Linked DNA regions of Drosophila melanogaster: regions 1, 3 and 4 are each linked to region 2. Evidence: chromatin contacts called from public Hi-C data. All regions are on one chromosome and are shown on one strand. The core of a region is the stretch at or near the end of the contact, and the rest is flanking DNA. Distances in the headings are between cores, read along the strand shown. Region 1 holds the start of Tim17a2. Region 2 holds the start of CG9837. Region 3 holds the start of Atg17 (Autophagy-related 17). Region 4 holds the start of asl (asterless).

Region 1 (6,557 bases), core at 1,724-4,223, 3.6 Mb after region 2:
TTAATTCAGTAATTAAAATATCATTACCGCTTGTCCAAAAGTTCCCGAAAGTACTGCTCAGCATTGGCAGGATGTGCCGAGTGTTTAAAAAAGTTTTTGTAGTCCGTGGTCGTGGAGGTTATCATTTTGCCTTGATTAGTCAGCTTGCTTCTCACTGTTATCACAAGAACTCTATTACTCTTGAGACAGCTTTAAGACTGAAGTCCTATCTTTGTATCTCCACAGAGTTATTAGTTGTTGTTGTGCAGAGAAAGGGTGAATTAAGTTCTTGGCATTTGAATTGTTTCAGGATCCTTTTTTAGATACCCTGAATTGGTTAATTACTGTTCTTGGGAGATGACGGGTTCTCAAACGACTCCTCCAGAATTTCACGTGCAACTGAAGGGAGTTTATAATTTGCAGCGAGTTTTATGCGAAGGGGAGCCTCGAATTTTAGAGGGAAAGAGTGCGAGTTATACGTACACCGGCGGTTATATTATATGGTATATAGGTGCAAATGTGTTGGTGGGGAGGTACGTATTATTGCAGTTTGCATTTGTTGGGGCCGGCTGCCTATATATTTCACTTTTCGCTTTGTTTCACTGGCAGATGTTTGTTTTGATTTGACTTTGTTTATGCACAGTTAGTCACGTTTGTGTATTACTCAGCTTCGGTTAACTAATTTAAGTGAAATGTGAAGCAGCTGAACCGAACCGCACTCGTCGCCGTTCGTTTTCCGAATGCGGCAGCTGAGCAGGTCGCTCTCGCTCTTTACCGTTGGTTACGAAGGAGAGAGAGGCAGAGCGTTTTAAGAGCAGGTGAAAACAATCTAGCTATTTTATGGCCAAAAACTAGATTATGAGTGCTCGAATTCTGGTGTGTTAGTCGAACATGTGTTAACGTTTATAAATTAAATGGACATCTACGAGCAATACTTGAGGCATTTAAACCCCAGTTCAAAATTGGCTAAGGTGAACTGTACGTCTATCCCGGATTCGGAATACAATCGTTTAATACGATAACATCAAGATCGTAGAAAAGGTTTAGTTTGGACTACAAATTGTAGTTCGTTTGCTGTAACCAAATTTTTCTAGCTATTTTCTGTCCGCCTCCCAAATCCGTTCATCACTATCTCAGAGCGTCCATGAAACTACGAGTAAATCAGAAAGTTGGGGGCCTGGGAAGCAGCTAAATAATCGAAGGAGAAGCAGCCGCTTAAGGCGATAAGCAGCACCTTGGTAGGTGAGAGCAAATAATGAAAAATACGTACATATTGGTAAAAGGTAAAAGGCAGCTGCAGATAGCGAAAAACCGAACTGAACGTGCAATTTATGGGATCGGATACCCCGCAAGGTTCCAGAAAGCGGGAGGAAGCTACTCGTTCCGCTTGCCCTTCAAGAGAGTTTAAACACTCTCTGCCAAGCCAAACCAATTGCAAACGTAAAAGCGGGGAAAAGCGGAGGCAAACAGTAAGGCAGAAAGACAAGCGCAACAATCGTCACGTAGCCCAGCACACACACCAATGCGCAATTGGCACACGCACATGCGAGCGACCCATACAAACGCAAAGAAGCCACACGCACAGGCGTTAATGCGAGAGCCAAGTGAGTCAGAAAGAGATGGTCGCCAGCGAAGGGAGTGTGAGAAGGTCAGCGATAATGTAGATATTTAAAATGTTTGATACAAATATCTGCTAAAAATGCTTAAGAAACACTAACGAAGATGAGGCACAGAACGGCGGAAGCACGCGGAAGCTAGGCGAATGTGCGAACCAAAGAATTGGGTCAACGGCCCAGTTCAAAGTCGCCGCCAAACAACGTGCACGCAGAGAAATCGGGGAGACCTTTTAAAGCGCCATTAAAATAAAGAAATATCCCAGAAATCTGCCCAACATTCTGTAACCAAGATATATAATATATATAATAATATAATATATATATATAATAAATAAATCAGTCATAAAATTGGTAACGAAAAATATCAAAAGTATCTTATGGAATAGGAATAAAGATTATTCTATCTTCTGTCCTGTCTATACATTATTTATTATTTGGTAATACCCTTGGGCTAACAATAATAATAAGTCCCACACAACCCAGTTTCGAAGCAAAATGGCCACTAAACTGAACTGATTTCTTTTAGTGCAAACACGTTTTCGTGTACATTGTAATGATCGATTGGCGCCCTTTTTGTCTGTGATGTATTACGTGCGACAACGGCGACTGCGGCACGTGTACCACACCAACTCGCAGCCCTTTTGGTGGGCGGAGAAGCACCTGGGAGAGGGGCGTGGCGACGCACACGCACTGAGTGGCAGTCGACCTTGGTGACGTGCGTCTGCCTACGTAGCTCGCTCGGGCTCGCACTGGGTTCGAGATCCATCACTGGGAATCCATCACACAGCTGAAGGAGACCACAGACATGGGTTTACACCCAATTGGAAGTGGATAACATAAATAGAAAAGGGGAACCTTTAAGGAAATCCCTAGGAAATTTACGAATATTTTTAAACTAAATACCATTGCAATAGTTTTATATTTCTAATGTTTCCAATGGTTGCATAGTTCACATCGCAAGATATTCGATCTAAATAAACTTTATTTGATTTAAACTGGAAAGCACTTTCTCTGCTTTCAAAACTACATTTAGACATTCAAGTTCGGAAATGAAAAAAAATGAGGTGAGCAACGCTAAGGTGAATGCATTCTGGCTGAATCTTAGGCAAATCAAAAAGTAGCAGAGCAAACTATCCGCGAATGGATTGATTCCATATTGACTTTTCCTATCAATATTGCTGATTCAAATTGGAATTCGGTGGCGACAAGATGCGGTTTTTTCGACTTTTTCTGTTCATCGAGTTTTGCGCAACCGTATTGTTTGTTTTTCCCAGCAAGTTGCTTGACACATGTATTTTAGCACATTTCTAAACAATGACGGAATTTTGCAAGCCCCTGGAAATGAGATCACGTCGGTCCGACTGCGCTAATTGTTTGATAAAGAACAACACATCCCGCCGCAGATTGAAATCTCGGAGCTAAGGCATTCGCTAAACTCTGATAACACGATTTGAACGATACGCTTGCGTATTCCCGGCACGTAGGCAAAACGCTCCGGACCTCCCGGCCGAACGGACCACCCACCCACTTCGGGCGATAAGAAGGTAGAAAATACTGCACCTGACAAAATCGATTTGCAACAGTAACATAGAAAAATGAAGGCTTTTATTTGTGTATCCAAGTAAAAAGAAAATATCATAACTATCGGGTGGGAAGTTATCTGAATTAGTTCATATGTTGCACTTATTAGCTACAACTGCACATCCAGGAACACAAAATAATTTACTGCACAGTGTGGGGTTGATGATGACTCAGCCGGATTGGCTGAAAGATAAAATTACGAACAAATTTCTATATGTGCTCCGATGTGTGCGGTTCATGTTTGTTGTATTCGTTAATGCCGGGGTGCAAAGCAAAATAAATAAGCGAGTATTAAAGATTTGGACGCAACAAACTGCGCAACAGAATAATTACAAAGTCAGCACCTCCGCCCGGAAGAATGCGAGTCCGGCTGCGATTGCAGGTGCTATCAGATCGGGCATGGGTGCCATATACACTATGCGGCCGGGCACGTAATGCCGAAGGTAAATAAATACTCGACTCGAGAGGTGCCATCTCGGAGCAGAATGTTAGCAATCCGGAGACAGTCAAATCGCAGGGCAATTACGAATCTCATCTGACAATGCGATGAGTTGAATGGGAAAACAAACTGTTTCTATTTTTAAACTTTTACGTCTGAGAATATCGGACAGCCTATGTAGTACGTGCAGACATCAATCTAAAACCAACACCAAGTGTTTGTCTCCTAAAGAGTCCTTTCCTGGTTCCCCATTGGATTGGAAGCTTTACCTTGAACACCTGTAATATTATATCATATGATTTGTGTATACTTTAACAGCAGCAGTTCCAAAATGAGCCATGGTTTGGCTAATACAATTATACTAATTCACCCAAGCGATCTAAGATGATCTAGCAGTGCTATTCAATGTTTTGATTTGTGTTATAGGACCTTTTGCGAGGTAACTAGTATAAGCTGTATATCAACAACCAATAAATCAGCTGCGAAGAAGCTTGAGGATCGCGAAAACCATAAACTTCAGCGCCATATGAGCGATATGTCATCAGCTGTGTCATGTTCTGCTGTTGATTCGTGAGGCTTCTCAGGAGTGGGCACGTAACCGCTTATCGTAATTGACTTGATGTGCAAGTGAAGACGATAGGGGGCTACGAGCAGGAGGATGCACCTAGTGGGGTATATTTGGGGCTATAGATTTCGCTCCGGGACAAACTGCAAACGCAACTTCAAGTGTGCGGTCGGCTAGCTAATCGCGGTGCTTGGTTCAGTTACATTTAATAACTAGTTATCAGGTGAAATCATGGCTAATCAAATTCAAGATAAGCTTGCACCAAAACGTAGAAAATCTATTCTACCGAGTCATTTGGATGTTTTCAATAAGATATTGAAAATAACTCATCAATATCTGAGTGGCATTTTTCTTGTACAAGTTTTTGCTCGATCTATGTACGTTGTCAAGAAACTGTTTACACACTGTGAAATAAGTTGAATTTTTGACTTTAAAGCTAAAAATTAAGGGTTTTTTGCTTAATTAAACGAAATTTTTTTAAATAATATAATTAAACAATATTTATTTTATTTATAAATCAAAAAACAAATTCAAAATATTAAATATACAAGAAAATAAACAACGAATTCCAAGTTTACACACTTTTAAGACTGTCAAGAAACTCTTTACACATTTTGTTTTCCTACTTTGTTTTGTTCTTTTTCTTAGAACGAACTCGATTTTTCCGTTATTTTTGGCTTTGCATTGCTTTTTACAACGCTTCTATTGAAATTTGTTGACTTTGCTTGTGAAATTTTGCTGATCAAACGTGCTTAAAGCGAATTATTAAATTTAATAAAATGCCTGGAAAGAGATTAACTTTTGAAGTTACCCAATTAATAAACTATAACCACCAGTTGGAAAAATCTTTTCCAGAATTAGTATAAATGTTTCCTGTATCCCGTAAGACCGTCTACAATGTTTTAAAAGGCTCGGAAAAAGAGGGCAGGCTTGAACCTAAGAGTGGTGGTGGGCGGAAAATTAAAATTAAAAAGCGTGTAGACTGCTTTATTATGCGAATAGTGATTGCGAACCCCCGAATCTCGGTCAGATCACTTGCTCTAGATATCAGGCAAGAATGTCACCTAGCTGTGTCACACGAAACTGTGCGCCAAGTCATCCTACGCCATAGGTACTCTTCAAGAGTTGCAAGGAAAAACCCTTTGCTATCAGATGCCAATATTGAAAAGCGTCATTTATTCGCAGTGAGCATGATGGATCATGCGGAAGAGTACTGGGATGACGTCATATTTGGTGACGAAACAAAAATGATGCTCTTTTATAACGACGGGCCAAGCAGAGTATGGCGCAAACCGTTGAGTGCGCTAGAAAAACAAAATATCATTCCAACGATAAAATTTGGAAAAATGTCACTGTTGGTTTGGGGCTGTATCACCAGCCGTAGAGTGGGAAAACTAGCCTTAATTGAGGGCACAATAATTGCCGTGCAATATCTAGGAATTTTAAAAAACAAATTTGAAGGCCAGTGCAGAAAAATTTGATCTAGTTAGCAACAACAAGCCAAATTTTATATTTTAAGAGGACATGATCAGAAACATAAAGAGTGCAATGTACGCACCTGGCGCCCTTATAACTGTGGTAAAGTGATCGATACGCCCCCTCAGAGTCCTGATCTGAACCCCATTGAAAATTTGTGGACCTACTTAAAGAAGAAGGTGGCAAAAAGGAACCTAAAACACAACAACAGCTTATGACTGTAATAGTCGAAGAGTGTGAAAAGATCCCGTTTGAATATGACCTGCAAAAACTTGTCCAATCCATGAAAAAAGGGCTTCAACTTGTAGCTAAAGCCAATGGGGAACATACTACATACCAAAACTTTTAAAATTTTAATAAAATAATTTAAAAATTTAGGATTAAACATCGATTTAGTGTTTTGTGTAAAGAGTTTCTTGACAGTCTCAAAAGTGTTTAAACTTGGAATTTGTTGTTTTTTTTCTTGTATATTTAATATTTTTAATTTGTTTTTTGATTTATAAGTAAAATAAATATTGTTTAATTATATTTTATAAAAAAAATGCGTTTAATTAAGCAAAAAACCTTTAATTTTTAGCTTTAAAGTCAAAAATTCAACTTATTTCACAGTGTGTAAACAGTTTCTTGACAAACTGTATATTTCGTTTGTAGGACCATTGGTAAATATTTGTATCTAGTTAGAACGGACGTAAAAGTCGTAAGGCAACATTCTCAAAGTTATGTATAATCTATAAACACACGTTTTTAATCAAAGGCCATATTGGTCAAAAGCTGATAGCACATATTCGCAAAACAAGGAAAGTTCACTACAAATCAAGTTTTGAATTAATTACGGATTCTTTTGGTCAGTACATCACCCGAACATGGAGTACAATCGCCAGCCGTGTCCCATCAGGATTGT
Region 2 (6,003 bases), core at 981-3,480:
AAGATATGAAACTATAACAAAACACTCGATGATAGTTTTAAAAATGTTGAAAAGCCAAAAAAGTCAAGTACTGTTTAGGTTTACTGAGCAAGTTGTCATATATTGGTAGCTTTAAAGCTTGTATCTTCAAGTTACACTACAAGTACACCCCATCCACCAACATACCCACTACTTAGAGTATTGAATCGCAGGGGTCACTCGAGCAGTGCTCGGGCAAGCCCCAGCTCACCCCCATTTACCCCCCTTTCCATACGAAGTACACACACACACACACCCCACAGAAAGACCCAAAACTTGTCGCGCAGAATTTTGCATTTTTTTTAAGTGTAAGCAAAACGTTTGTTACTTACTGGACGTCAGTTTAAGCGGAGAACAGCTTAGATTTCATTGAAGCAGGATAGAGATACAGATGCAAAACCTATTTGTAAAATTCAAAAGAAGAGAAAACCACTTTACTTAAAACAGACCAAAACAGCCCAGATTCGCCCGCTCTGCCTTGGACTGTGGGCACAAACGTTCCGGCCCGCTGACTTTTTCAACACCAATCAGTACAAAATAATTTCCATTTCAATGTTGGGAGCCCGAAACAAGATCGCGGCGGAGCTCTCCATGCTGCGAGTCCAAGGCGTTTGTGTCCCCAACCAAGGCGACTGCGAATTGAAGGCCTCTGAAATTATAATTCAAATTCAATTTTTTAATTTAAATTTAAAGCGTAACGACGACGATTCGACCAAGTTCGAATATTATTTTTAACCTCTTTTATTTAAGCCGAAACATGATTCGTCGTTCTAAAAACAATGAAAAGAAAGCAACCAAGCACTATGTATTTTTTTAATTTCTCCATTGATCTAATTTACAATTTAATTTGCAATTTTTTGTGATACTTTGCTATATTTTTAAACCTGGTATGTATACAAATTAAAAACAAATACAACTGAAGAGAAAACGATTAATTAAATACCCTTACAATTACCTTAAATGGACCATAAGATGAATGCGAATATGAAGAGCAAACTCGCAATTCTATATTGTAATTATAGAAACGATTGTGAATAAAAATCTGAGAAGAATTGTAAAGCAATATTGGAAATGTGTTAAATCCAAGTCAACTTTTAAAATTTGAGAAAAAAGAAAGAAAACCCCACAAACCAAACAACAACAACAAAACAATAGAAAAAAGAAATAAACAATTGTACATGGCTTTCGTAAAGAAATTTATGAAGGCTTTGTATGATTAACCAAAAAAAAATCCACAAATTTGTGTTTTTATTTGCGTTATCACGTACAGTTTTTCGTTGGCACTTTTAATTCCAGAGCTAATCGGCAAGATCCCCATACCCCGTACCCCCCGTAGAGAATCATAACCCCCTCCACATTCCAGACGATTCGAACAACATGTGCTCCGAAAAATTCCACTACGAGGTTCTCACATGTTTTTGTTTTTGAGCACGATATCTAAGCGAGCAACCAGAAAGACAGAAAGAACCACAATAAAATTGAAAACTAAAAAGCGCTTTGCTAGGAGATCGAAACAAAGGAAAATGCGCATATAGTACATATGCATATAAATATACATACATACATATTACATATATAAATGCAGCTGCATTTGTGCTGCGATTTCACAAACACCCAGATATTGCGACATAAATGCATGCAAAGTAAAATAAAACGATAAGCAACTTTACAGAGCCGAAGGGCATACATGTAATAGAACCATTTCCAACTCCGTTTCGATGTGAAAAACTATCCTGATTGTTCCTATGTTAGTTCTGAGTAGATGCAACCGCAATCGGATCGGCGAATCCATTAACAACTATGCAATAAGTGCGAATTGTCATTGTGCGTTGAGGAAATTTATATAGATACGCAACAACATGTAAGCATTTTATAGATTCTTACACAGCAGTCAGCATGATAACGATAAATGTTTAAAAGTTTTACCACATCACCACTACACAAAATAGATACATACATGTTTAAGAAGTTTATATACATAAATTGATATGAGACGACCGATAAGATCGTAGCCAGAGAGCTCAGCTAGCAGCAAAGTCAAGTTAAAACTCAAACAAAACAAACAATTGCCTAACGATCAAACAATCAATGTGTAAATCCCCTCCCAAAAAACACCCCATCCAGTCGATGAATCCCCACATCCCATTCCCATTCCCATTCCCACCTAACCCATCCAACTTCCCCAAATCCCCTAAAACGTGAACAGAGAGATACAAATATTTTCAATGGAAACCCCGAACGAGATCCAGATGACGTCCAACTACTCCGGCCGAAAAATCCACATGCCATATAGTAAATTGGATTTTTTCAGCCCAGATCCTATTTTTACTAGCTTAAAGTTTTTAGTTCTTGGATCAGAAATAAGCTTATAATCCATTAAATACGCTCCTTTTTAACTTTTTCAAACTGAAAATTGCTTACAAAGCCAAAATATTTATGAGTTAACTTTTTCGATTCGAAAAAATTGAGTCAAGGCAACTTCTCGAGTTTCGAGTGTCAACAGCGATAGGAAGGGAATTTCCATTTGGTTAGATGTTTAAAAACCCATTTACATATGATAATGATTTCCTATGAGTTCTTTGTTGAAACAGATGTTTAAAAAATGGAGCTTGGCTGATTGCAAAATTGAACAAAGTTGAAGTGAATATGGGTATGGATGGCTTATTGGATATTTCGATTTAGGAGGTAAAAGTCCGCGACTTCGATGGAACCCCCGAAAAGTGGCGATCCCAGAAGGAGGACGGTGGAGAGAGAGAGCTGTTGGATCAGTTTAGTTCACAGGTAAGTTGGCAAAACGCGAATGTGACTCACTGGCGGTACAAACTAGTATTATCTAGGTGGATTTCTCTAGAGGTTGCTCGAAGAAAAAACAGACGCCGTGCGAGTGGTGAACGTGCTTCGAATCACCTTATCTCGCACCTACCGCGCTCCACACAGAGAAACAAATATGCTGCAACTTTACACGTTTTAAATGCAGTTTTCTAAACAAAAATATATGTGTGAAATTTGTATACCCATTTAGATCAATTTTAACGTGCTTTGATAAGTCTCGAAAACGATTTGAGTTTCGGATGAAATGAATCATCACCCCAATTGTTACTCTGCATTTGATGTTTCTGTTTTTTACCTCGCCGCTTTGGGATTTCTTTATAAACGATGTCGCAAAAGAAAACTGGATTCACAGGCAACACACTATGTGGGCAATGGGCTTCGGTTTTGAATTCGGTGTCGTTGTTTACCGCTTCGCTACCCCTGAAGTAAATACGTTCATACATATGCATGTATATATGTACTTACCATTATGTTTGTACTTTATATGTACCATATCCGATCGAGTCGAATGAATACAAGACAATAACTGTACGGGTTGTCCATATTTGAGCATCGAAAGCGTTTTTCCCTCGACGAATTCATTTAATGCTGAGACCCGTAGTCTTTAATTTTTGTGTAATGCTCTCAACGATTTTCAGGCCACCCCCGAGAAATACATATACATGAACATATGTATGTATAACTGAGGACGGTGTTTACGTAGTGACGAAAAGCACGCAGAGTATATATATAGTAGTATATGAGTATATATACTCAGTATATATATGTATACTGGAATAAAAATGTAAAATATTTAGATGAAACTTTAATATTTATGGGTATCCGGTAGGTGCTCGTGCATTGTTGTTTTCAAACTCCACTAGATATGTATCTACATATGTGTGCTACCCATATTTGTTGCCCTGGATGCCTGTATGTCTGCACACAAACTTAAGGCAAATCAAAAGCGTAAACAATTTTGTTTTTATTTTGCTTTTGGTTGCTTCTCTTTTATTTTAATGGCGCTTTGCTTAAGCTAATTGCAATCTATAAATGGCGACGGCGATAGTGGATTTCAGCGAGGTTGTCGGTGAAGGGGTATATACTTCGCCCCTCCCCCCACACGACCGTTTGAATTCGCGATTGCAAACATAAAAACAAAAGCCCAGAGCTAAAGAAAAAACAGATATATGTATAAATCATGGGGAAACGTGACTAAATGGAATCGTTCATACCCCTTGATTGGCATTTAGACATCACTTCGATGTACATTGTTTATAACCTATAAATTTCTGAATGTAAAATAAATTGTTATGCTTATTAGCAAAGCGTTCTAAATATATAAGATAACGCTTTCGTCCAATATACCCTAACTGCGGGGTATCCAAAGCGAGATGTGGCTAAACAAAAAGTTGCGTGCACTGGTCTCGGACTGGGCCCGTAGATGTATCTGTATCTACGCAATTGGTATCTGTAAGATACACACACATCCGAATGTTCACGTTGTGCCGCCACACGCGCTGTGTGCCGAGCGGGATGGAGATACTGGTGGAGCGAGATGGGAGGCGTTCGTATTTACAAGTTTTGTGCGTTGGTCTCTGACGACCCCTTGGCCACCCATCTCCTACGTCCCCCTGGTCACAGTCCCCATTCCTCACTCCCCTGTATTTTTGTACAACCATATGTATGTATGTACGTATGCGTGCAAAGTACGCAAATGGCGAAGAAAAATATTAAAAAAATATAAATATAAAAATAAGTTAAACACACAAGAGAAAAATATTCACTTCAAGTGAATTCTGGTAGTGTATTTTAATGTATTTATGGGCTATAAAGATTTGATCTTTTCGAGTTTCATTTATTGCTGTTATTGATGTTTCGCTGGAACACTATGTTTTTTTTCTTATCAAAACTTTTTAAGAAAATTACCAGCTAGGAAACTCCACTTGAACTCTTGGTTCTTTCGTGCTCATAAAAATATCAACAGTTTTTTATGTGTATAAATTGTGAATATATTATGGGCAATCTCATGTGAGTGTGTGTCAACGGTTATTTTATTTTTTTTCCTTTCGGTTTTTGTTATTTTCAGGCAGTGGAATAATTTTATTCTGCTGCGCAATTTCTACTATTGATTCCCATTCGTATTCCCACATTTTATGCTTTTCTTTGGCCTGCCCCTATCGCCATGGCTTCGCTTCCATGAACTGCCCTGCTTTGATACCATTTTCTAAATTAAGGCATACTTTCGCACAAACAAACATTCGACTGTGTACATATACATATGTACATATATGTGGGGTACTTGCGGACCCTGATAGCATTCGCACCTTATCGCTATAGTGGCTCTGTGTACATTATAATTATTATTGCACGCGTAAACATCATATATAGCGATAAGAGCGGTTGTTGTTACCTCAGACGGATGATAAGCGTAGTGTAGTCAAGCAGATGTTAACCCTTAGAGAGTCGGAAATTCGGTTGAGTTCGTAACGGAAATGACTCTGTGAAATGGGTTCCCAAAAAAGGTGGATGATTCACGGACTCCAAATACCCATGCGGGCTATTAACCAGTCCATCTTTTATGTCACATGTATTAAGATTATATTTATATAGCACACATTTTTTCTTAAATTGTTTAAATTTTTATACCAAATGGGAACTATATCCATATCAGGCAATTAATATTAACTGCTTTTTGGATCACCCTCAATAATGCATACAATCTGCATACTCATTGTTTTATTACAATACAACTACCACTAATTAATATTAATAGACCACATATGATATGGCATTCGTTTAGTCAGTTTAAGATAATTCTGAATTCTGTATACCCTCGGCAGGTTCAAAGAACTTACTAGTTTCCATAGAGGTCATATTGGATACGAAGCTTTCAGCAAATTGAAATACTTGCTATTCCAAGCGCCTTGAAATGGTTTTAGGTTGGCAATCGCTCACCTCACTGTATTGACTTTTCATCTCGGCGAACACGTGACTTGCGCTTTGTCTGGCAATATGTATTCCCATAGCTAGAAAACTCATTGAATGTGAATGAATCTGTTATCGGTCAAGTGGGAACGATGTGTGATAACCCCGTGGTTTGATAAGCGTCGATGTCGAGCTTGGATTGCATGAAGTGGTCTGATCGTGAGATTTCAGCTTGGAATCAGTCAA
Region 3 (6,063 bases), core at 893-3,392, 3.1 Mb after region 2:
TGTCTTGATATTCCGGTTTTAAAGCATTGGATATAATGTTCATATGTATATGTATGTGCGTATATTGCTAAGTATTCTACCACATAATTCGAATATTGTTTGTTATCTAAGACTTCAAAAATAACACCTGTTGGATGTAAAAACGAATTTTAATAAATAGAATGTACGACAATTTAGATACATATCTATTACACTTTTTTGCCTACTTGAGATATAACGACTGCTTATAAAGTTAATATGGCGTTGATGCAGGAAATCTAAACTAGTGGATCTTTGATTAGGGGTGTAAGTCTAGGTGACGTCACGGTGCCGAACAGCGGACTTGTAGGCGAAGAGGGAGAAGAGGACGGCAATCAGAAACCCTGAACCAAGCCGAGTCAACTGAAACTGAACTCCTCTGTCACTGCAAACTGATTACAGCGCAGTCAGAGTTTATCAGCTCTCCCTTCTTTTTTTTGTCCTTGTGGGGGGCAAAATAAAAACACTTTCTCTCAGGGAGAACGATTATGAGAGCGGCGGACTGGCGTTTGGTTATGCATGTGTGTTTGTGTGAGTGTCTAACTGCAATTAATAGTATGTGTCCCCTGCACTTAATTATTATGTACATATATGTACATCATCTTAAAGGGGTATAAACTGCATATGACTCACGCAAAAACTCCAACTGCAGTAAACAAGTTAAGCCAAGAAACAGAAAAGAGAAAAACAAAGAACAGCAGACCATTAAAACAGCAGATAATTAAAACCTAAAAATCGGTTGTAGTGTAGTAGAGTAAACATGGTCAGCTGATCGCCTGCATCTTATCGATATTCGATAATTCGATCTGCAACTCATTCTACGGGTTCCCTTTCCCCACTCCATCCGCTTCTTTCCTTCTGGTTCGCTCTCTCAGCTGTTGTTTTGCTTTGTTCCTTCTTGTTTTGCACTTATTCGGGTGCAGTGCAGTTAACAGGAAAAAGCTCTCGAATGACGAACAAATGCACACAGACACCGAGTTATTCTTGTAAAATATGTAAATTATGGCAATTAATTGCAATTTGGCTCAAACGGACGCACAAAACAACCAAAGCGTGAGGGTTGCTGACGTTCTTAAAAAAACAATAAAGAAAATGGCAGCAGGTGTATGTAGTTGCACTTGTTGTAAAGGCGGATGGGGAAAGGGGTGGAAAAAGAAGACGGATGGAATTTCTGCAGTGAAAAGGGCGTCGTCGGATCCCCTGGCGTTGGTGTGCTTTAAACTATAACTAACGGTTAATTAAACCATACCCTACTCACACTCACCTTATATTCTTTAATCAATTTCCACAATGGTCTCCAGTGGGACTGTGTTGCGTGTGTGTGAGTGTACGTGTGTGAAGTGTTATTGTTGCCTGGTTGTGTGCGCGGTGTGTTCGTGTTTTGGCTTTAATCAATTGTAAACGGGCACGAACACACAGGCTCTGCAAATTATTTTACATCAGCTGTAGCTGTATCTGTTTTCAAATGTGTTTATGTGATTGTTTTTATTTGCAACAGCAACAATAACATTTGTATCGCTTCTTCTTTATTTTCGCTCGTCTGCTGCTTCCTCTCTTTCAACGCCACTGTGTTGTTTTATTCTCTTCCTCGCCTTCCACGCTCTTCTTATTTATTTTGTATGGCTCTGCTTCTTCTCTTGCCTGCGTATTACCTATTACTTTAAAAACTATTTTCGTTGCGTATCAAATGTGCAAAAAGCATTAACTCGACTCTTCTTTTAGTCCCAATGTCTATCAATATGTTCGAGCAAGGAAATATTTTCCAAATAATTTATGCTGTTTTCGTTTTTCTCATTTCCTTCTGTTCTTCGCTGTTGCCCTCCTTTTCTTAATCTATTTCTTTGTCTATCACAATTGCGTTGTTGTTGCTACTGCTGCTGCTGCTGTGAGTGTTGTTGTTGTTGTTGTTAGTGCTTGCTTATGCTTTCTGTTTGCTGCTGCTTGTTGTTGTTGGCAGTTTTACTTTTCGCGTCAGTTTTTTGCCATTTACACGATGCGGGCACGGGAGCCTTTTAGGTATTTGGAGTCACACAATTTCACTCACGCATTTTGTTGCTTTGCTTAGATTTCTAATTAAATTAAATGGTATAAAAATTAAATAACGCACTTCGTTCTCACTTTTTTTTGTCTTTGCTTATGCCTCGCGATGTGAGAATGACAACATATTTTCAAGTTGATATCGATAACAGAGCTGGTGCGGAAACGATACTCAATAGCTGCCAACTTGTTTTTAAATGCCCGGCCTCCAGTGCGACGTATTAATTCTAAGAGTTACAAAATGTCCAAATGATTTTTATGAACATTATTTAAATTAAATTTAAATATCTCAGGTTAATATTGGGGTCTCCATTTAGTATTTGTGGCTTCAAAAGTTTATTTAGTGTGTATATCCCCGCATTAACATTAATTTTGGTTAAGTATTTGTTGCACCTTGCTTCTTACACCAGCTTACACCATTCTGTTTAGCCCTTGAGAATACCATCAACTGCCCAGAGAACCCTGTTTTTAGTCCATCCCTATTCGTTTCGTAAATCAAACCTATCGAAAGTCGGCCGCCTCTAGTGAAAAGTGCAAATAAAATAACCCAATAGAGTTTTTATTTTAGCAAATAGCGCAGCATCCGCACATAAAAAGTCACAGCATTTATTATACTTAAGTAGCATTAGCAGCGGTCGAAAGTTAAGGTGGCCCAAGTCCCTACAACAAACCGATACGGGCACCCATCAAAATCTTCCTCCTTAGCACACCTCCCCCCCCCCCCCCCCCCATTCTCATCTAGACACATTCACACTCACACCCACACTCATGAAACACTCATCTACGCAAGGGACACGGGCGGCATTTTCCTTTTGCATTATCCTGGGCGATTCTTGGGATGTCTCCTTAGGGTCTAGCTCTATGCTTGGGAGTCTTACTTGGTAATAGACACACAAATATTACTTTCTGTATTTTGCCTCATTACATTGCACTGTTTCGAAACGAAAAACCGAAAAAAAACACTTTTTCAAAATGACCCACATCCAGACTATAGAAAATGTGGCAGACTGCATTCCTTTTTACTTGCCGCACAGCTTGTACCTCAAGCCGCTGGCCAAAATGCAAATCTCCGTGTCGCTGCCGACGATCAAGTCCGGCAAATCCGTATCTAACCTGGAGATAATGGACAAACTGGGCGCCGAGCTTAAGCCGGACAAGTTTCTCCTGCTCAAAGTAAGTTAATAATCTTATCTTAACTCTGTGCATGCCAAACTACACACAAAAATAACATTTATTTAATTTAAACAAAATATCTAGAAATGTAAGTATGGATACGCATCCACTTCATATAATTTGAATCGAATTTCCATTATCTGTATGCCCGAACAGGTCTCGAAAAGCACTGTAAACACCATCCGATTGGAAGCTGAGCTGGACGAGCGGAAACGTCTTAGGGCGGCCATCCAACGATTGGACGGCATTTCTCTACGCATCTCCGGCTTTAGTGAGTCCTTCCGAGTGCGTTGTGCCGAGTCTAAGGATGACTTTCCAACGCGACACGACTGGGACTCATACTTCCGGGATGCCAGAAACATGGATGAAATGAAGGCCGGCGAACGTCCGGACACCATTCACATCAGCCATCTGCCCATGCGTTGGTTCTGTCCGCGTCACTCGGAGCACGAGGAGAACGTCAAGCCCAGCGAGAACATCTTTAAGCGAATCTTTGAAAAGTTCGGACGCGTCCGGATGGTTGACATACCTATCTGTGATCCGTACCGAAAGAGCATGCAGGCGGACATTAACGGCATGCGGACGTTTAGCTTCGAGCAGGATGTTCTATTCGAAGGGTAAGTTTCGAATAAGATACGAATACTAAGTTCGTGTAGCTAACACTTTTTTTGGACAGATATGTTCAGTTCGAGGAGTACTCAAGCTTCGTCCGGGCCATGGACGAGTTCAGGGGCAATAAGTTGGTCCGAAAGTTTGTGGACAAGACTCAAGCCATCAACATTTGTGTGAGCTTCGACAAACAGAAGCATCTCAGTGACTCGAACATACAGCGCCGAGAACGGATTCGGAAAAAGTTCATCGCGAAAGCCAAGGCCGAGGACGAGGAGCGGGAAAAACTTAAAAAACAGCAGGAAGAGGAATTGGATCGCGAAAGGTTTGATAACTTTTTAGGCCGGAAAACGAATACAGTAACCAAATGGCAATGCATCTATCAGATCTGCTTAAATCTTAATTTTTATTCTAACTTACTGATCTTCAGTACATACTTATGTACCTTAGAAGAAAGTTGATTACCATTGACTTATATTAGAATTAGAAATTGAAATATATCGCGTTTAGTATGGCTGCCTTTCTACTGTTTTCATATCCAGCCATTTTACATTTACTTATTTTTGCTTCTCACCTGGCGGCCGCTGGTCGAGGCGAGCCTTAAGCCAACCGTTCTCTGTATCTTCTAGACGAACAGTTAACAAATATTTATTATGCATAACAAATATATCAAAAGCAAAACAAAACACGCAACATTGCAAAAAAATTACAGGCAAAAGCAAGAAGAGTTGAAAAAAGCGGAAGCGGAAAAGCAGCGTGAACGCGAAGAAAGACGCAAAGAAAAGCACATGAAAAAGATCCAGGAGCGCGGCCAAGTGGAGATCTCGCAAAAGATTCGCATCGAGGAGCGCAAGCTGATGATAGCGCAGCGCAAGCTGGAGAGCATACGGACTCTGGAAAAACTATTTGAGCGGATACAGGTGGGCAAAAGTTAAAACCTAAAAGTCAATGTTGTATTTTAAATGAAAAGTTAAATGAAATATCGAAAAATTCGTTTTCTTTTTAAAAGTACAGCAGTGATAATAATACTTTTTTATATTTTATTCTTTAATACAGCTAAAACAAAGGGACAAAAACCGGCGAGTCAAACAAGATGATGACAAGGACATCCAACGTGGTCGTCTGGTCGAAAAGTACAAGGCTGCCACTGAGAAACTTGTTTGTGATCAGCGCAAAATCGTACAGGAAATAAAAAGCAATACTCCTCTTTTGGGCCTTCTGAAGAGCAAAAGCAAGAAGAGCGCTGTGCCCGTAGACGCCAGCAGCGAAGACGAAGCGGCGGCCAGTAAGCGACACAAAATGGGAAACGGCGTAACAGAATCTGCGCCACCAGGCGATGTCAACTCTGCTCTGAACCCTTTGAATGCGGTGGCCGCAATGGCCGCTGGCGCGGTTCCGGGACCAGGAGGTTACAGTGCTAAGGTTGCCAGCGAATGGATGCAGTCGCTTTCGATGTTCGGATACGGCCTGCCGGGAGTTTTTACCGGAGCGCTTTATCGGCCACCTGCACCGTTCCCAGTCTCAAGCAATTATCGTGGCTTTGCTCCGAGACCTCGCGGTCGTGGAAGAGGTCGTGGCATCGGCATAAGAGGGAGTCGTTCCGGATATGACACGTATTACAACACGAAGCACGATCGCTACGACGACGAGAACGAGAATGGCTACTACCACCGGTCTTCGCGGGGGAGGTACGAATCCAGCATAAAGTTTGTGTTACACTTAAGTCAAATGTTTTTTTTTTTACACTTTGTGATTTTCAGAAATAGGTCGCGTTCCTCATCGTCGTATTCAAGGAGTCGAAGCCGCTCCCGGGGACGCCGGTAATTAATGCGTGATGCTTATAATCTCTATAGATTACTATTAAAAATATAGAATTGTTTGTCGTTCCAGGCGCTCGAAGTCACGAAGTCGCTCCCACTACCGAAAGTCATCTTACTCATCGAGATCCAGGTAAATTTAAAATAAAGGACCTTCCCAGTTCCTTCGCTTACCTTTTTTTTAATTTTTACTATTAATGTTCCCGAATATTCAATTGCTTTCAGGCGCAGCCACAGCAGATCCTCCCGCAGCCGCAGCAAAACGCCGTCACAGCGCAAGAATCGAAAGCTGGCGTCTACGCGCCGATCTCGTTCCAGCAGCTATTCCCGGTCGCGATCACGCTCGCACTCCCGCAGGCAATCTAGCTCCCGCCGGGATCACCGGGGCCGACATCGTAGCAGTCGCAGT
Region 4 (5,604 bases), core at 2,371-4,870, 3.2 Mb after region 2:
CAAGATACTCAAAGTAAAACATATAACAATATCTATATCCATTGACTGTGGGTTTAGTACTTCAATACTTCGGATTGCATCAGAGAATCGTATCGCTGATCGATCAGATTTATATAAAGGAAATATTTTTGATACAACGGAATATACATTAATTTCAGAAGTTACAAATGCTTTCACATTACATAAAAAATATACCCTCTATTAAGATTGAGTTGGAGATGTCAGTCCTAATTCTAAAAATAAATTGTTAAGACTTGGCTAATCATTATCTCTTTCCGCAGTCGAACATGGGCAACTTCATGCAGACGGGTCGCGGCGGCTACGGAACGGGCGGAGGCGGTGGCGGTCCTTTGAATAACTTCCACGTGTTCGGCGGCGGCGGTGGTAGCGACACCTCCACGCCTGCCCTGCTCGATCCCACGGAGTTCCCCTCGCTGACGAATGCGCGCGGCCAGAACGACCAGACACTGCCCCAATCGAATCCGCTCCAGCCGCCGGGCAGCAAACCCTATGGTAATTTCTTTACCTCTTGTGAGTTCAAATCAAAATCCACTTCTTTTTATTTATTTTTGTTTTTAAAACTACGATTAAGAATCGGTTGTAAGCGTGGTGTCTCGTGATCAGCTCATTAAGCCCACTTAGATATGCTACGCTGTATTTGGGACTAACCTCGGGTGTTGGTTTGGGTATGGCAAACGCTGCAAAAACTAGATTCAGTCAAGGACATTTACTTTGGCTACGTTGGTCCAACCGAATACGGGCTTCTGATTCCATGAAGAGCTTTTGCAATTTAGAGTTTGAAATGAAATTGTGTTTCCGGATTATACTCCAAACATATTATTATATGCAATCTCATTTACTTTGAAACATGATCAATGAATAAAAAGAAACTGTTCACATAAAGCAAGCGACTTAACCTTTTATAAGTTCATATATAGGTGAAGGATAACTTTAAATTCACAGTAACATGTCTTAAAACCTTGAACAAATGCTGTTTGGACCTACTCATTGATTTTAATTGGTTGAGGAAAAAGAAATTAACTAAAATCGTGTGTATTGTATGAGCTTAAACTGCTTTAGTACTAATTTCTTCGCTTCACTCATTCGCCCTGGGCGACCATCTCGCTCCTCTTCTGATTTCAGTTGGCATGGTGAAGCAACCGACGTCAGAGCAATCGGAGTTCACGATGTCTAACGAGGACTTCCCTGCGTTACCGGGCACCCAAAACTCGGACGGCACAACGAACGCGGTGGGGAGCGTCGCCGGAACAGGAGGCTCCGGAGGTGCGTCCACAGAGAACCACTTGGACGGCACGGAAAAGCCGATGAATTCGATAGTGGTCAGCGGATCAGCGAGCGGCAGCAGCGGTTCCAACGTCGGCGTTGTAGGCGGCAATGGTCTCGGTGCCGTTGGCAGTGGTATAGGGGGCTTGGCAGTAGGCGGCGGCGGAGGAGCTGGTAGCTCAGGAGGCGGAGGAGTCGGCGGCAATGCAGCCAGCGGCGTTGTCGGCGGGTCCCATGTAGGACTGGTGGGCAGTAACAGCGGCATTGGCGGCGTCAACAGCGTACCCAACAGCAATGCCATGATGGGCGTAGGCGGCGGCCTGGGGAGTGGAAGCGGCTCGTCTGGGAGCGGAGCGGGCGGCGAGCATCTGAACGATAATTCCAGCAACGATAAACTTGTAAAGAGCGGCGTGCAAACTTCGCCAGATGGTGAGTGCTGGAACACTTCTCACAACATGTGAGAGAGCTATTTTTGACCTTTTGATCATTTGGAGCTTTGAATTGAACACTCTATGGATGATTGATACCATTTAATCAATGGATTTCTTGGTTTCTATTATTATTTGTTTCATATTATAATTCGGTGATTTCGGTGTACATCACAAAAGCCCAACAGCTATACTATCCTTGACCCATTTTATCCAGAAATAATAGTACCATGAAATATTTTATTTATTTAAAAATGTAACAAATTTACCTTTCGTTCGTTTTGCATAAATAGGGAAGGTCACAAACATACCAGCGACCATGGTGAACAACCAGTTCGGCATGGTTGGCCTGCTGACGTTCATTCGGGCTGCAGAAACGGATCCCAATCTGGTGACGCTCTCCTTGGGTACGGATCTCACGGGTTTAGGCCTGAACCTGAACTCGCAGGAGAGCTTGCATACAACCTTCGCTGGCCCCTTCGTAGCACAGCCCTGCAGGTCAGTTTACATAATAAACTTACATAATTTAATTGCTTATTGAGTACTATTGAGTAAGAGGTGTACCAAATTAGTAACATTGGATTTGCATTTACTTTTTTCAGAGCACAAGACGTTGAGTTCAACGTGCCACCCGAATATCTGATTAACTTTGCGATAAGAGACAAACTAACAGCGCCGGTACTGAAAAAGCTGCAAGAAGACCTGCTCTTTTTCCTTTTTTACACGAACATCGGCGATATGATGCAATTGATGGCAGCTGCTGAATTGTGAGTACTTCCTCTTGCGTAGCTATTATCTAAGCTTCGTATGAACATATATAGAACATACATATATACTAAAATTCTGCTCCCATCGCAGGCATAGTCGCGAGTGGCGATACCACGTGGAGGAGAAAATATGGATAACTCGAATTCCTGGCATTGATCAATATGAAAAAAATGGTACAAAAGAGCGCGGCACCTTCTACTACTTTGATGCGCAAAGTTGGAAACGTTTGTCCAAGGTTTTCCAAATAGATCCCGAGAAATTAGATAAATGTCCCAATATAAGTGCGTTTATGAATGGACAGTCTGTATAAAATTAATAAAAATGAAAAAAATTGAAAAAGAAAGTATGCTGTTGTTTTTGCATTGCAACAAGGACACTCAACACTAACTGAATAATAAGTTTTATTATAAAAATTAAAAACAATCCATTTGAGTTTTTCTTCTAAAACGGTGTTAGGATATATATACATACATATATGCATATGTATGTATGTGCAAATTCTGGTACAAATTGCCGGTTAACAATTTAAAGCGATTTATTTTTATCCTGCTGGAGTCTAGTTGGTATTCATATTTTTAGAATATCTTTGAAATGTAACATTTTTTAGCTGTTCGATATTATGAAATGAGCGGACTCCCATTAAATTAAAAAGCAAGTTATATTTTTTCGATTCGTTGAAATGTATTTGAAAGGTAGAAGAAATTCTTTCTATAAAGTGATCCTATAAAAAATTACTGGCCGTGTCTGAAAATACATACCTGTCATCTGGACTAACACGACATACATATGTATGTATATTCCAATAGCAAATCTACTGCATTCTGCAATGCACAACAGCTCCCCCTATCAATGATACGACGGAACCATAGTTGGCATGATAATACATACATACAATATCATCTTCAAGCTTGTGTATGCCTGGCAGGTCTATTGTCGGGGCCACAATCTTTTCGACATATCGGCAACTTTTTGGGAAAATATTTATTTTTAAATTTAACAATTACAGTTTATGTACAAGTATAGAATAAAAACCTAATTCCCTTCTAGACTGTATGTAGTGTGAACGCAATGTTTTCGCTACAGAAGCGCTTACTGCACTTAACAGCACGCGTTACTATGTTAATGTCAAAGTGTCAACAGAAGCAAGAGGAAGAAAATTAGAGTTGCCTACGAAAATAGCGCCTGCGCCTCGGAATTTATTTGAATTTGATGCTTGTGGCGTCCCCTTAGCCGAATATGAACACGCCAGGTATAAGCCTCTTTCAGGGGGCGGATGCCCTTAACATAAATTCTACACTGGACCGGCAGGAGGAGGAAGAGGCGCTGCAGGATCAGAAACGACGCGAGGAAGAGGTAAGCGATCTGGGAATTCCTGGTAAACAATGTCACCGATTCCAATTCTACGCAAGCTTGGACGGATTATGGTGAATGCCTTCGACGATCTGCTCGATGAAGAGAACACAATCGACTCGACGACGAATTACCAGTCGGAACTGGAACAGCCGCCAGTTCTACCCAACTACCCATCACATCCGCACCATAAACCGCTGCAGGACGATGCTCAGCGAGCCAACGAGATCGAGATGCATCGCCTCCAGATCCTGCTGGAGTCTAAGAATAATGAGCTGCAGAATGTCAACCAGGTGGCCAACGCTGCGCACAAAAAACTGGATGACTTACAAAAGCACCTATCCATCATGCAGGCTGAGCTAGACCGCGCCATTCGCGAGAAGCAGAACACTCACGAGCTGTTGGTGGAGACCAAAGAGACGTGCTCCAATAAGGACAGCGATCTGGACAAGCTGCGGTCGGAAAAGAAGCAGTTGGAAGAAGATAACACGCGATTAGTTGGTCAATTAGAGGCCGCCAAGACCTTGCTTACGGACGTCCAAAGCAAATACGACATGGTGCAGGCCAGTAAGCAGAAGTGGGAGGAGCGGAACGCCGACCTACGTTTAAAGCAAATGGAGGAAGCGCACCGAGCCCAGTCCGATCTTTTGCAGCAGCAACTCTGTCAGATGAAGGATCAGCTTGATCGCAAGCAAAATGAGTTGGATCAGATAAACTCGCGCTACAATGCTCTGCAGTCTGGTCACGAAACAATGCTCGTAGATAAGGCTGCCAAGATTAACGAGCTCAGTCAAGCTTTGGATGAGGCCCAAATGCGCTGCAACCAACTAAGTGCAAGACCCGATTTGCAGGCTGAAAATCGTCGGCAGCAACAGTGCATCGTTGACTTGAAAGCCCGCATTGCCTATTTGGAGCAAACAGTCGCTTCGCTCCATGAGCGCCTAAACGAAACCACCACGGAACTTGACCTGATAGATTCGGTTATTCAACAGCATCAGGCGGACGAATCGCCTACTAGTCGGCTAAGTCAAATGGGTGGATCGCGCCTTGTTGGTAGCACACCGCTGAATCCTCTAGACAGAGTCGGTCACATTAAGCAGGAGTTGTATCGAGCTCTGGGCAACCTGAAGAACAAGCGGGAAGAAGTGCGACGCCTAGAGAAGCTCCTGGAGGAACGCAACCAGGAACTGCGCGTGCTGCGCGACCAGGAGAACCAATCCCTGGTTCAGCTGGAAACCCTAAACGAAGGCAAAATGCGGTTGGAAAACAAAGTGAAGGCAATGCAGCAGGAGTTGGAAGAGCAAAAACACAGATCACAGCAGGAGTCAGATGTGCACTCACAGCTGAATTCCATTGTGGCCGAGAGGGATGCACTAAGGGAAAAACGGCAGCAGATTGAAGAAGATCTGGAGCAACTAAAGCAGCAGAACGAGAGCCTTCAAAGAAATTACGATCAGCTTTCGCAGGAAAATCGGCAGTTGCGAACTCGAGAAACTGCAGACAACCTGCGCTTGGAGCTGGAACGCCACAAGATTCTGTTGAGGGATTCCCAGAGCGAGGTCGAGCGGCTTAAGAAACTCTATTCTGACATCGCCACAGACAAAGAGTCATTAGGCTATGAATTGAGAAAGCTGAGAGAATCGGACACGCTTAAGGAGTTGCAGGATCAACGCCAAAACTTGGCCACTGTTCAGCGAAACTTGCAGCTGGCGGAGATGAAATCAGAGGAGCTAAAAAAGCTTCTGGAAACGGAGAAACTCAGCCACGAACGTGA

What was found. Hi-C and Micro-C count contacts between places; a contact is called where the count stands out from the background.
Region 1: a contact with region 2 is called in a Hi-C map of the Kc167 cell line, with 2.4 times the contacts expected there. The contact joins the promoter of Tim17a2 here to the promoter of CG9837 in region 2.
Region 3: a Hi-C map of the Kc167 cell line shows a contact between it and region 2, with 2.5 times the contacts expected there. The contact joins the promoter of Atg17 here to the promoter of CG9837 in region 2.
Region 4: a Hi-C map of the Kc167 cell line shows a contact between it and region 2, with 3 times the contacts expected there. The contact joins the promoter of asl here to the promoter of CG9837 in region 2.

What each region holds. Positions count from the first base shown.
Region 1 is chr3R:5,259,108-5,265,664 of dm6, reverse strand. Tim17a2 reads left to right here and starts at 2,973. Exons shown (of 2, transcript NM_141267.3): 1 at 2,973-3,139; 2 at 6,506-6,557. The coding sequence starts at 6,520. The region is part of intron 1 of Hph (HIF prolyl hydroxylase); the gene reads right to left. lncRNA:CR45793 (long non-coding RNA:CR45793) reads left to right here and starts at 1,154. Exons shown (of 1, transcript NR_133327.1): 1 at 1,154-1,908.
Region 2 is chr3R:8,809,806-8,815,808 of dm6, reverse strand. CG9837 reads left to right here and starts at 2,230. Exons shown (of 2, transcript NM_001170086.3): 1 at 2,230-2,799. It overlaps aqz (aaquetzalli), which reads left to right. Exons shown (of 2, transcript NM_001275461.2): 2 at 1-2,319.
Region 3 is chr3R:5,665,792-5,671,854 of dm6, reverse strand. It overlaps Atg17 (Autophagy-related 17), which reads right to left and starts at 2,142. Exons shown (of 5, transcript NM_206434.2): 1 at 1,283-2,142. It overlaps Xe7 (Xe7,), which reads left to right and starts at 2,521. Exons shown (of 8, transcript NM_169093.3): 1 at 2,521-3,228; 2 at 3,385-3,845; 3 at 3,905-4,162; 4 at 4,550-4,757; 5 at 4,894-5,525; 6 at 5,598-5,657; 7 at 5,710-5,787; 8 at 5,880-6,063. The coding sequence starts at 3,028.
Region 4 is chr3R:5,604,559-5,610,162 of dm6, reverse strand. asl (asterless) reads left to right here and starts at 3,620. Exons shown (of 3, transcript NM_141300.2): 1 at 3,620-3,833; 2 at 3,890-5,604. The coding sequence starts at 3,717. It overlaps Rga (Regena), which reads left to right. Exons shown (of 8, transcript NM_169080.3): 4 at 282-531; 5 at 1,144-1,713; 6 at 2,006-2,210; 7 at 2,315-2,479; 8 at 2,571-2,888. The coding sequence ends at 2,790. It overlaps sisRNA:1 (stable intronic sequence RNA 1), which reads left to right and starts at 552. Exons shown (of 1, transcript NR_163206.1): 1 at 552-918. It also overlaps asRNA:ASTR.